3 separate regions of the Mus musculus genome follow, and all the other regions are linked to region 2. The links are chromatin contacts, called in public Hi-C and HiChIP or PLAC-seq maps. All regions are on one chromosome and are shown on one strand. The core of a region is the stretch at or near the end of the contact, and the rest is flanking DNA. Distances in the headings are between cores, read along the strand shown. Region 1 has its middle 110 kb from the start of Gm20742. Region 2 has its middle 26 kb from the start of Gm41608. Region 3 has its middle 120 kb from the start of Mtcl1.

The links. Hi-C and Micro-C count contacts between places; a contact is called where the count stands out from the background. HiChIP or PLAC-seq counts read pairs in DNA pulled down with a chosen protein or histone mark.
Region 1: a contact with region 2 is called in an H3K27ac HiChIP or PLAC-seq map of embryonic stem cells, with 11 read pairs. The contact joins two enhancer-like sites. A contact is called at or near these places in 1 of 39 promoter capture datasets (embryonic stem cells), 2 of 484 Hi-C or Micro-C datasets (both in embryonic stem cells), 10 of 115 datasets of contacts at active chromatin or transcription factors (embryonic basal ganglia, embryonic stem cells, epiblast stem cells and 1 more) and 1 of 9 other capture datasets (embryonic stem cells).
Region 3: a contact with region 2 is called in a Hi-C map of the N1E-115 cell line, with 1.8 times the contacts expected there. The contact joins two enhancer-like sites. A contact is called at or near these places in 3 of 39 promoter capture datasets (embryonic stem cells and stem cell-derived epiblast-like cells), 22 of 484 Hi-C or Micro-C datasets (the N1E-115 cell line, cerebral cortex, cortical neurons and 3 more), 15 of 115 datasets of contacts at active chromatin or transcription factors (embryonic stem cells, epiblast stem cells, oligodendrocyte precursor cells and 2 more) and 1 of 9 other capture datasets (embryonic stem cells).

Annotation. Positions count from the first base shown.
Region 1 is chr17:66,299,109-66,302,882 of GRCm38.p6, reverse strand. No RefSeq gene overlaps it. Among named protein-coding and RNA genes, the nearest start is that of Gm20742, 110 kb to the right of the region's middle. Within about 2 kb of position 1,517, at least 10 of the 459 cell types and tissues checked have an H3K27ac peak or open chromatin away from gene starts, as enhancers often do. A contact at or near this core is called in embryonic stem cells, where this site is marked.
Region 2 is chr17:66,477,776-66,481,979 of GRCm38.p6, reverse strand. No RefSeq gene overlaps it. Among named protein-coding and RNA genes, the nearest start is that of Gm41608, 26 kb to the left of the region's middle. RefSeq lists an enhancer at 1-3,584. Within about 2 kb of position 2,474, at least 124 of the 459 cell types and tissues checked have an H3K27ac peak or open chromatin away from gene starts, as enhancers often do. A contact at or near this core is called in the N1E-115 cell line, cerebral cortex, cortical neurons and 1 more, where this site is marked.
Region 3 is chr17:66,323,307-66,327,258 of GRCm38.p6, reverse strand. No RefSeq gene overlaps it. Among named protein-coding and RNA genes, the nearest start is that of Mtcl1, 120 kb to the left of the region's middle. Within about 2 kb of position 1,433, at least 58 of the 459 cell types and tissues checked have an H3K27ac peak or open chromatin away from gene starts, as enhancers often do. A contact at or near this core is called in the N1E-115 cell line, cerebral cortex and cortical neurons, where this site is marked.

The DNA.
Region 1 (3,774 bases), core at 268-2,767, 180 kb after region 2:
TTTCCTCCCCAACTTGCTTCTTGGTCATGATGTTTGTGCAGGAATAGAGACCCTGACTAAGACAGGGTATAAGGGAATATATATATAGTATTATACAATGTGTATATATGTATGTGTGTATATTTATAGTATAATATGTATACATAGTATATACCCATATATACAATGTGTATCTGTGTGTGTATGTGTGTGTGTGTGTGTGTGTGTGAGTGTGTGTGTGTGTGTGTGTGTGTGTGTTTCAAGACAGGGTTTTCTCTGCATATCTCTGGCTGTCCAGGAACTCGCTCTGTAGACCAGGCTGGTCTTGAACTCATGTAGATCCTCCTGCCTCTGCCTCCTGTGCTACCATCGCCTGGCTGCAAAGTAATATTCACTAGTCTGATACAGGTTTGAACCATGTGGATATAGGCAGTCATAAAAACTCAACAAAACACATTCTTAAGGATTTGAGCATTTTGTTGACTTCAAATTTTACCTCCAGAAAATAAAAATTAAAAAATATAAGCATCTCCCAATAACTAAATGTGGCCAGGTGGGATGGTGTACGCCTGTAATTTCAGCATCAGGAGAGTGAAGCAGGGGAGCCAAGAGCTACAGGTCCCCCCACTTGGTTCTCTGGTCCACTCCTATGTCATTCTTGCTAGCTGATTCCAGTTCTTCATCACTGTTGGTCTTGGCTTATTGTTGTTGCTCTAAGGTAGGATCTCCTGTGGGCCTTTACCTCGTGATTCTCCGGCTTTTGTCTCTTCAATCTCTTGGTTCCTGCTTCAGTGCTGGGATTCCAGGGGCTCCCATCATGCTCGGCTTCTCCATCCCTTTTGGGGAAGGTGATATAAGACTCCCAACGACGCTGGGCCAGGGATAGAGCAAGTAGTCCACGTTCTCCATGTACCTTGCTTTGTGTCATTGGCAAGGCTAGCCACATGGAGACCCTGAGCGGCAGAGTTCACAGTCCCTTCAGGCTAAAGGAGATTTTAGCCCTCACCCCATAAAGCCATGAAAGGACAGAGCGGATTACAACATTCTAAAGGATTCAGTCGTGTTGACAAGTCTTCCAGCTCTAATGGCGGGGATGATCAATTATTCATAGGGAAAGATCTTGGCCTCTACTCTCTTACTGTAGCACAGGAGTATAGATTCTGCCATTACCAGCCCACAGAGGCCTTCCGAGGGAGTTGCTAATGGGAAGTAGGAAAGCAATAGTGCTCAGGCAGTGAGGGTTCCTCTCATTCCTTCTTTCTCACTTTCTTTTATGGCTTCCGGTCTTTCCAGGGAGGTCCAACAGCACCACAAAGACCCATTATGCACACATCCTATCTGAGTTGCTGGGGGTGGGGTGTTACTGCAAAGGACTGATTCAGAAGCCCCGCCCACAAGCAGGACCCCCAGCTTGCTTTTGAGCTGACTTTTTTTTTTTTTTTTTTTTTTTTAGCTTTGATGTGCCTAAGAATGGCCCGGAAACCTAGCAGATTCCAACCCCACCTTTCTGACCAACTCCCAGAGGATACCAGGGCTTTTCAAAGAGTCACTCTTCCGGTGCCAGGTGACAGCTGTGAAACACCCCTGCCCCCAATAAAAACAAAATACTACCTGGGCTTGGCAGGGCAGTCCATGTGATCCCAACACGAATAGCCAGTCAGAGATCTGTGTGGAACCTATCTGAAACAAAAAAGCTCACACTCCCCAAATAGGCTAAGCACCCACCACCTTCTAGTCTTTCTCCAGGTCCTTAAATATCCCTCAGTTGCTTACCAGTAAAATCAGGATGACCTGGCACAGGCTGCTTCTCCTTCTTCTTCATTTATTTACCAAGTTTTCTTGTCTTCTGCTGCACACTGGACTATCTTCTCCTGCTAATCAGCTTGCCTCTTTAGTAGACAACTACTGTTCTGGTTTCTACCGCTGAAGACTGGTTTTGTCTTTTCTTGAACTTTCTTTTTCTTTCTTTTTTAAAATTTATTTATTTATTTATTTGGTTTTTTGAGACAGGGTTTCGCCCTGGCTGTCCTGGAACTCACTTTGTAGACCAGGCTGGCCTCGAACTCAGAAATACGCCTGCCTCTGCCTCCCAAGTGTTGGGATTAAAGGCATGCACCACCATGCCCAGCTTCTTGAACTTTCTATATGTAAAGTTATACATAATACACTCTTCTGTTGAGACTCTGTCACTCAGCAGAGTTTCTGTGCTGGCAGCTGCTGAAGACTTCAAAGCCCTGCACTCAGGAAAATTGGGAACGTCCCTGACGTCTAAGTTACTTTTCTATGGCTACGAAAAGATACCAGACCAAGGCAACTTAACAGAGGAAAGAATTTAGTTAGGGAATATAGTTTCAGAGCATTAGAGTTTATGACCCTCATAGCAGGGAACATGACAGCAGGCGAGCAAGCAAGGAACCGAAGCAGTAGCTGACAGCTCACGTCAGGAACCATAGGTAGGAGGCAGAGCAAACTAAGAAATAGCATGGGATTTTTTTTTTGAACCTCAAGCCCACCCCAGTGATACACCTCCTCCAGCAAGACCACATCTCCTAATCCCTCTTGAACAGTTTTACTCAATGGGGACCAAGCATCCAAACATGTGAGCCCATGGGAGACATGCTCCTTCAAACCACTACACCTTAGTTGAGAGGGCAGCTTGGGCTGTGTGGTTGTTTGAATGTAGGTCACATATTTGAATGTTTGATTCCCACTTGGTGGGTTGTGAAGGAAGGATTATGAACTTGTAGCCTTGTGGGAGAAAGTGTGGCCTTATGGCCGGAGGTGTGGCCTTGTTGAGGGGGTGTGGTCTTGTTGGAAGGGGTGCACCCTTGGAAGTAGGGGACCGAAGGAGGACCAGACCATGTAAATGCTAAATTATTACTCAGAAACTGTAAACCAAGATCTGAGGGTCTCAGTACCAAGTACGTGGCCCCGGGGCTACCTGCAGTGAATGAATTCTTACCTTCTTCAGGGAAGAAAAAGGGGAGTGAGTTAGTGCCAGGTCCTGTGTGTGTGTGTGTGCATAAGTGTGTGTGTGTGTGCGCGCGCACACACACACACACACACACCTGGGTAGGAGCCATACTCCCAGCCTCCTCTCTATGCTTCTCTTCCTTTGATTTTAAGACAGGCTGGCCTCAGAGTTGTGATCCTTCCATACCGGCCTTCAGAGTGAGCATTTGGAGTTAGAGGGCTACCTCACCAAGCTCAGCTCATTTTGCACTCTTTGAAATGCCATTTTCCAAGCACTCCTCAAAGAAGCCCAGAAAATGGCTTCATTATCATTGCTTCACAACCCAGAAAGGTGATGGATTTCCTGTGGTTGAATCACAGGTGGTGGGAGGTGGGTTTATATGTGCTGGGCTCTGGGCTGCTTTTAGTTCTGATACACTGCCTTTCCGTCTGGCTCCTTAAAAGTGATCTCATACATCCTGTGGATGCTTAGAGTACTGGCCACAAAGCACTTAGGAGCAGAGCCAGGCAGGGGATGGTGCCCTACCCCTCCCAGTCAAGGATTCTGCCTGGCTTTGCTGCCTGGCCTTGCCTGAACTGCCTCAGATGATTTTGTGATTTGTAAAATTGACAAAGTCTTTGAATTGGTTTGCTAGGGCTACCAGAACCAAGAAGCAAAGACTAGGCAGATTTTTCAGTTCTGCAAGTTAGAAGGCAGGATTAAGGTTCCCTTTGTAGCTTGCTGCTGGCCATTTTCTCACAGTCTCCTCATGTCATCTGTCCTTCAGGACAGTTTTACTAAACCGTAGTTTGTACCAATGACTCTCACTTTAACATAATTAC
Region 2 (4,204 bases), core at 1,225-3,724:
AAAAAAAAAAAATCTTTAAAGAAAAGAAAAGAACAACAGTAAACTTCTGTATTTTATAATGTGTGTTGTGATTGACTTGAGCCAATCTCAGAGACATAGCCATATTCATATCAAGGCTCGACAGGACCATATTTATACGTCCATTCATCTGTTTACTTATTTCTTTGGTTTGGTGTTTCAAGACGTGGCTTCTCTGGGTAGACCTGGGTGTCCTAGAACTCATTTTGTAGCCGGGCGGTGGTGGCGCACGCCTTTAATCCCAGCACTTGGGAGGCAGAGGCAGGCAGATTTCTGAGTTCGAGGCCAGCCTGGTCTACAAAGTGAGTTCCAGGACAGCCAGGGCTATACAGAGAAACCCTGTCTCGAAAACAAACAAACAAACAAAAAACAGAAGTGTAGACTGTTAGCATTCAGTCTAAGCTCCGCCCCACAGTTACCTAGCAATCGCTAAGTATGCCTGACTCACTATAAAAGGGGCCACTTGGCCCCTCCTCACTCTGTTGCTTTCTTGCCTTCTTTCTCCCCATTCCCTGCCCCCCCTCCATCCCCATGTCTCCATGTACTCATTGCTTATGGCCGGCCTCTACTTCTCCCCCCACCTTTCCCTCTCCTCTCCTCTTCCTTTTGCTGCCTCTACTACCCTCTTAACTCCCTTCCCCATGTCCTTAATAAACTCTATTCTATACTATCCCGTCATGTGCTGGTCCCTCAGGGGGAAGGGATGCCTCAGCATGGGCCGCCAAGGCACCTCCTTTCCCCATACCTGACTACACCTCCATAAAACATACTGCCCCCCCCCCCTTTATCTTTTTATAAACACATTCTGTTCACATTCATGAGATTCCCCTGCCTCTCAGCCTGGCGGTTGGTGTGTGATGTAATTACTCCTAAGACACTTGGGGATGGGCCTGATGGCAGGTGTGTCCTGAAGGTGTAAATGAGTGTCTGAATGGATGGTGACTGGTGATCAATTGTGTCTGCCAAGGAGGGAAGCAAGCAAGAAAGGAAATTCCGTGTGCAGTAATGTGACTTTGTGGGTACAAGGATCAATTTAAATCGGCAGTGTACGCTTACTGTTTGGGAAATCTGCCTTGGCGTACTTCAATAACAATTCACACAGACAAGCGTCACTACCGTACTGTAGTGAGCATTTAGCGTTAATTGCCTTACAGAAGCATGTTGCTCCCATACAAAATGACAAATGTCACAGCTACGCTTTAACCTATTAGTATAAATTAAATCATAAACAGCGACAGTCGCGGGTGGATCAGTGGCACTGAGCAATCTATGAGGGAACGGGAGGCTGGGGGCTGGTCACACTGGCTGCAGGCCATCTGCGCTGATGAGGGGAGGTCAGCCTGTACCAGTGCACAGGGTCGCCTCAATGCTAAGGACTCGATAAAAATTCTCTCCTCCTCCAGTCCTCCTGAATTTTACCAAGGAAAGCAGCCCTGCTGATGTGGGGGAGACTAGCAGAGACTGGAAGCCACACCCTTTCCCAAGACCAATTTGCACTTGCAGCTGGGCTCCTGACCTCCGGAGACTGCCAGCTAATCGGATCACGTTGAACCAGGGCGGGGAGGCCCTGGGACCCATCAGATAGGCAATACTGGGCTCTCCAAGCCACAGTAACTTCTGCCCAGGAGGAGCCTGTTTAAGCCGAGAAGAACCCGCCCAGACACACACACAACCCCCTCCCAAAAAAGAGGCTAACTTTGTTTTGAAAGTCATCCTAAAATGCCCTCCTTAGGATTATGACTTTGCGTAGGCCCTTTTGGTTTGTGACTGACAACCTCCGATTTGACCACTTTATTTTTATCGCCGTACCACAGATTCTTCAGGTTAGCGTTGAATTTGAGTTAGGCTACGACGAAAACAAAGAGTTGGCCTCCCAGTTCAGCTTTGCTAATTGAAATGTGAAAACAAGAGTAAGAAGGCAGGACAATAGGGGTCCGGGCTAAACCTTTATTCTACAGCTCCCGCAACAGCCGCGCCTTTCTTTGTCCCTCTAGACACCCGTAGGCTCAGTGACTTCAGAGGGAAGGCTCCAGCTGTATGCAAAGCGCAGGGTCGGAGGTGGAGGCTGTGGCAAAGGGTGCTGTGTGCCGTACTGGATTTCCATATCAATAGCTGCCTATTCTGTCTTCCTTTCTGTTTCTTCCCCCACTTCTTGGTTAAGGATGACCTTGAACGGCCTATCTTCCCCCACCCTCCTAACCCCCCACCCCCGCTTCCAAGTGCTGAATTTACAGGCTTCTGTCACAACTCCCCGTTTTGGATGAATTTATTCTCAAAGGAGCTTGCGAAACAAGCGGATTTTGGTCACCTGATGTCTGAACCAGGGACTCCAAGATAGAGGGAAAGTGACTTATCTAGGATCCATGGCTTCTAACCAGCAGAATGGAAACTCCCTTCAGAGACTCTCATACAGTCTTGGCCCACAACCTACATGCAGCCTGGTGGGTTCGTACAGCTCCTCGGAGCATGCGTGCGCTGAGGCTGCCTAAGCGGGCGAGCACAGCTCCTCGGAGCATGCGTGGGCTGAGGCACGCTAGTCTTGCTTTCCTCCTTTCTCCACTGTCTGTCATGCTCTCCCTCTGTCACCTGTCCTCTAGGAGTGTGGTTTGGAGAGCTGATCCACGCTTCCCTGCCCTCTTGTCTTTGTGAGGGAAGGAGGTCGGTGGTACCAGGAGCGCTGAGGCCTGAGGTCTCTATACACTGTTTTAGAGGGGACAGGGGGGTACAAGCGATACGGAGGAGGAGAGAATGAGTCCAGAGGACAGCTTGGAACAGAGCCGGCTGGGCGTCAGTTCCGCCAAGCCTCAGAAAGGAGACGAATGCAATGGTTTTCCTTTTTTGATGGTCCAATATTGAGGCAGGTTAAGGGATATCAGGGAAAGCTTTTTCCAGAGCCTGCTGGTCTCCAAAGGGCTTTCATTGATAATCACTAGAGGCTGGAAAGGGCACGGCGGTTAAGGGAAGCGATTGCCCTACAGAGAGCCTGACTCAGTCCCCAGCACCCATGTCAGGCAGCTCACAACCACCGATATAACTCCATCTCCAAAGGATCTGACCCTTCTGGCCTCTGATTGGCACCTGTACTCACATACACAGACATACTCAAACAGACAGGCATACACGCATACCACCATACCCGTCTCTTCTTTTAATTGACAAACAATAATTGTGCATGGGCATGTATGTATCACACGATTTTTTTTTTTAAACACAGTCATGTTTTAAAAGATTTATGTATTTTTACTAACGTGTATGTGCATGCATCTGTGTGAATTTTATGTGTACCATTTCATGAAGGTGCCTGTGCAGACCGGAGGGTGGCAGATGTCCTGACACTGGAGTCATAAGTGATTGGGAGTCACCTCATGTGATGGGCTAGGGTCCTCCCTTAGGTCTTCTGCAAGAGCTAGACTCACTCTTAGCTACTTTGAGGGCCTGCCAGCGACACCCGCTCTCTGGGTAGAATGCAATGAAACAGTCTATTTCTAGTCTGCAGATAGATGATGACATGTGGCCTCTGTAATCCACCGTAGGAAAAAGATTACCGTGCACACACTGGTTCTGTGTGAGCCAAAGTATCCTGCTCTAAGTTTTCATCAGCTAAATTGATCTTCATCTTTGGGTGGTTTACGTTTGTAAATGTGGCAAGTGCTAGTAGTGATAGACTTCTCAGCTTGAATAATGTGGAGAAAAGAGTGAGGTTTTTGCACTTATAAATGAGAAATGGGAGTGGTACAAGTCTCTCAAGCAACGTAAGATAAGATGTGAAACATTCAAGTTGGTAGTTGACCCCATTTTATTTGATTGAGAAAATACTTCATTATAAAATATTTTAACCCTTCATTTTCCTCCTGTAAGTAGCTATTTTCTCTTTATAAAATGGGAAAGGAAATTTGAAAAAAAATTCCAAATTCAGGAGGTAAGCCATTTCACCTTGAAATGGCCACCAAGCATCCCATGGTGTGAACAGGACTCTGGAGCATTGCTTCTGCAAGAAAGGCAACTCTGTGTTTTTGTTTTTGTTTTTGTTTTCTTAGAGACAGGGTTTCTCTGTATAGCCCTGGCTATCCTGGAACTCACTGTGTAGACCAGGCTGGCCTCAAACTCAGAAATCCGCCTGCCTCTGCCTCCCGAGTGCTGGGATTAAAGGTGTGCGCCACCACGCCCGGCTAACTCTGGGTTTTTT
Region 3 (3,952 bases), core at 184-2,683, 150 kb after region 2:
CCATGGGAGCCATTTCTCAAGGGATCATAGCCTGTTAAACCTTAGAGCACTCTTAGTGGAGAAGGTTGCACAAACTCAGTGTTTACACCTGCCGAATGGTTATGGAGAGGTAATTGCCCAAGGCACTTCCACACCACCAGCTTTCTGTCCCAGATGAAAACACCCAAGACAGTCAGTGACACAGAGGAAATATTGATTAGACTCCTGATTTCAGAGACTCTCTAGTCCATGCTTGCCCGTCGCTTAGCACTGGTCGTGGAACAACACATCATGGCCAGAGTGCACAGGAGAGCTTTGCCTGCATTATGGCTGGAAGGAAGGAATAAGGTCCAGTAACTCACTGGACCTGTTCAGCCCCAGTGACCTAACTTCCTCCCACCTGCCCAAGCTCCCACCATCTCTCACTAGTGCCACCTGCTGGCCAGGAGGTCTGCATCACAGGGGCTTTGGAGGGACCATCAGACCCCCAACTGCAGCATATGCCTTAAAGGTTGTCTCTCTGACTCAGCATAAAACGGAGTGTGTATCCTTAGGGCCAGGGTGCCCTGCACCTTCAGCAGAACCATAGCTTCCCATTGTTTACTTAAAACATGTATTCACCACTAGCAGTGGGCCGTCAGTCTGTCACCCAGGAACCTGGTGAGACAGTTGAGACCCTGACTTTGGGCAAGGGAAAAACCACTGGGTTTGGTAGGTGGTCCCCATGTAGGTGGCTGTCATCCCATCTCTCCTGCATTTGGTTGCTAGGTAAAGTGAGACCTCCATCTCCAGGACTTTCCTAATCCCTCTTAAATTAGAACAAATCCCTGAATTCCATATAGGAATTCTGGGGCCCCCGCAGCCTTGCTGAGGCAGAGTCTGTCCTGCAGGGGTCAGGGATGGATGAGCTTGCAGAGTTGGTACGCCTCCCACCAGAGTTCTCAGAGGACACAGAGCGATTGGATTTCTGTCCAGGAAATGTTTCCGATCTACTGGCCATGGAAGGGGCTGCTTCCACTTACTGGCACTGCTGAGAACCTGAAGGAGGACAGTCCCAGAGCACAGCTAGTTAACTCAAGAGCTCAAAATAACATGTTGGGGGCATCTTCCCGTGAGAACACTATGTCCTTAAAAGTCAATTCCAAATCGAATTGAATTCTTAGAGCCTCTAAAGATCTTGTCTAAAATTACCCTGACCCACTTAGGGGAGGAGTCAGAACCAAGCAGATCGTTTTAGAAATGAAATTCAGTTCCCTGTAACAAGGACATCAGTGGCCCATAAAGTATCCAAGGACCAGTTTCAAGATTCAATCCATGTTAACTCTTGTCCATGAGATCAGACAGGCAGCCAAGTGCATCCCTGTTGGTCAAGGCACGGCAGCTAGCTGGAGGCTCCTGAGCACAGCATCAGATGTGGGATGCTGCTGACAGGGAAGTCAGTGATGCTCAGAGCCACCCAGTGATGCACAGGAAGGGGAGCATCTTGTTGCCTAGCAACACAGATGCGGATGTCACTCTTCCCAGCAGCCGGCAGATGATTATCCATCACACTGGCATCTCATCGAAGGCAAAACGGGGTTTAAATCCCGCATTAGCTGGGAGATAAGCTGCAGCCCGGAGGCATGTGCGTCAGAACCCCTACCTTGGCTTCAGTGAGAGATCTGGGAGGAATTGCTGGGTGCACGTCAGGGCAGGTGGCAGTCCCAGCAGGCACCCTGGCCTGTAGAGGCTGGTTTCTATTTCCAGCCTCCACCGGCATAATGCTGTGTCACAGACAGTGAAAGGAGGGTGAGGTACTTTGCCATCCACACGGGAATTATGAACTGATGAACCATGTCTCTGCAGGCACTCTGTACCCTGAGCCCTTAAGGCAAAGGGGGAGTTAGTCTGCCCACCAAACAGAGCTCTCACAAATTCAACAGACCCTCCCGAAACTTTAGGTGTACCCAGTGTTCTTATATGTGATGTTTCTGGTAGCACCGGGGTGGGGTGAGAGGGTGGGGTAGTACATTGCAATGTAAGGAAGATGTAAAACAGGCTATCCCATCCCGTTTGACAATGTGGACTAACCCGGGAATCCTCACAGAGTTAGAGAGGCACTGGAAGACAAAAAGCACATGACCTTGCTCTCACATGGACCCTCAGATGCTGAGCTATGCAGAAATGGTGGTTACTGTAGACTGGGAAAGGGGAGCCAGGGATGCAGGTGAAAACTCTGGGGGCTCAGTGGTGACAATTTGGGTCTAGGCGGTGATTCTCTGTCATCCTGTTCATGTGATGTTGCCTAAATGGTAGCATGCCAGGGTTCATGGCTGGAGTCCCTAGGACCTGATACCTCCTTCCATCTTAAAGAGAAGAAGTCCACCCCAGAGCCTGTAGTAGCCCTGTTATACAACCACTCATCAAGTACTTTAGCTCTACCCTGTTCTGGGTGGTATGCTGTGGGCTAGACACGTGACAGAAATCAGAAGAAAGCAAGTTCTGATTCCTATGTAGCTTTCGGCTTCATCACCAACCCCTAAACCGTGCAGCTTGTCATTTGCTATAGAATCCACTCTTACTTAGGTGTGTGTGTGTGTGTGTGTGTGTGTGTGTGTGTGATAGAATTTGAAGATGCTAGTACCCGTGTTGCAAGCTCTGTTGACATGGCCTCAAGCTGTGACCCAGTACTGTGGTGGACCATGAAGACAAACTCAGCCAGGATCTGCAGTGGTTTTATTGTGAAGCATCCACCAGAGAAAACCACTCAGACATTGGATTAAACTAATAGATAATCCTTATTTTGTGGACAGTAACTACACTGGGTGTTTGGGATGCAAGTCCTGTTCAGAGCCTTTCTCAGGGTGAGCTTTTAAGCACAAAACTCACTTCCTGGGTTGACATTCCTCAGTTAGCAAGAACAGTTAGCCAGAAACAGAACTACAGAAGCCAAAAGCAAGGTTAATATGTTTAAAGATGTCACCAGAACTGTGGACTTGAATGGATTGGGCCTCTACTCTCATCTTGACCAGGGTTGCTACCTGAATGCAGGGTGCCAAGGGACCTGTTACAGCTTAGGACCAAGAAAGTCACTGAGCTGACATTTTCCAGGTAGAGCGCCTCTTTCCTGTCTGTCAAGAATGTGCTAAAGTGGCCTCCTCTTATCTCCAGGAGGCCAAGGCCATTCATAAGGGAGTCACTCTGGCCAGGTGGCTTTGTCAAAACAATCAGCCCTGGATGGCTTTTTTCTCCTGACAAGAAGGCTCCCGAGTGCAGAGGCACCAAGATACCTGGGAAGGAGCCATAGGCACCAAGACACCTGGGAAGGAGCCATATCACCGACTTCATATGCTCTGTCTCATATGTACTTAGTGTAAGAGAGTGGGCCACAAGCACAGCCTGTGCGAGCCTCTAGTAATAGCCTGTCAGAGAAGACACAATGTATCCGCATTCAACTTCTCTTGCAACTTCTGACCACACAGCCACTGACTCTTCCTGGGAATCTTGCATCTACTCCACATCTGGGCAGTCTACACTCTTCAGCCACCCCATTTAACTCTATCCTGGAACTGGTGTAAGGTGTTCAGTTTAAAGTCTGTGGCCAAGACTCTTTCATTTAGCCAATCAACAAACACTTGCTAACCATCTATCACATTCTAGTCTAGAGGACACAGGGATGGCTGTTTGTCTTGAAGAACACTGGAGAGAAAAGGCCCAAGTTCCCTTTGTTATTGCTCAGAGTTACAGAAAACAGACAAAAGGTAACGCCAGGAAGATGACATTTTCTCAGGGATGTTTGTTAACTAGTTTGGCTTGCTCTAGGATGACTGCTTGACTCCCACAGGCTAACCCTCCTCACTAATCTTCCCTGTAGCTGACTCTTTCACTCAGAACTTTACAATGACATCAAGACTATCTCTGGGTATTTGTTGGCTTATATAAAAATCAAGGAGTCCTGTGACACAGCGTCCATACAAAAATCGATAAGTGACTG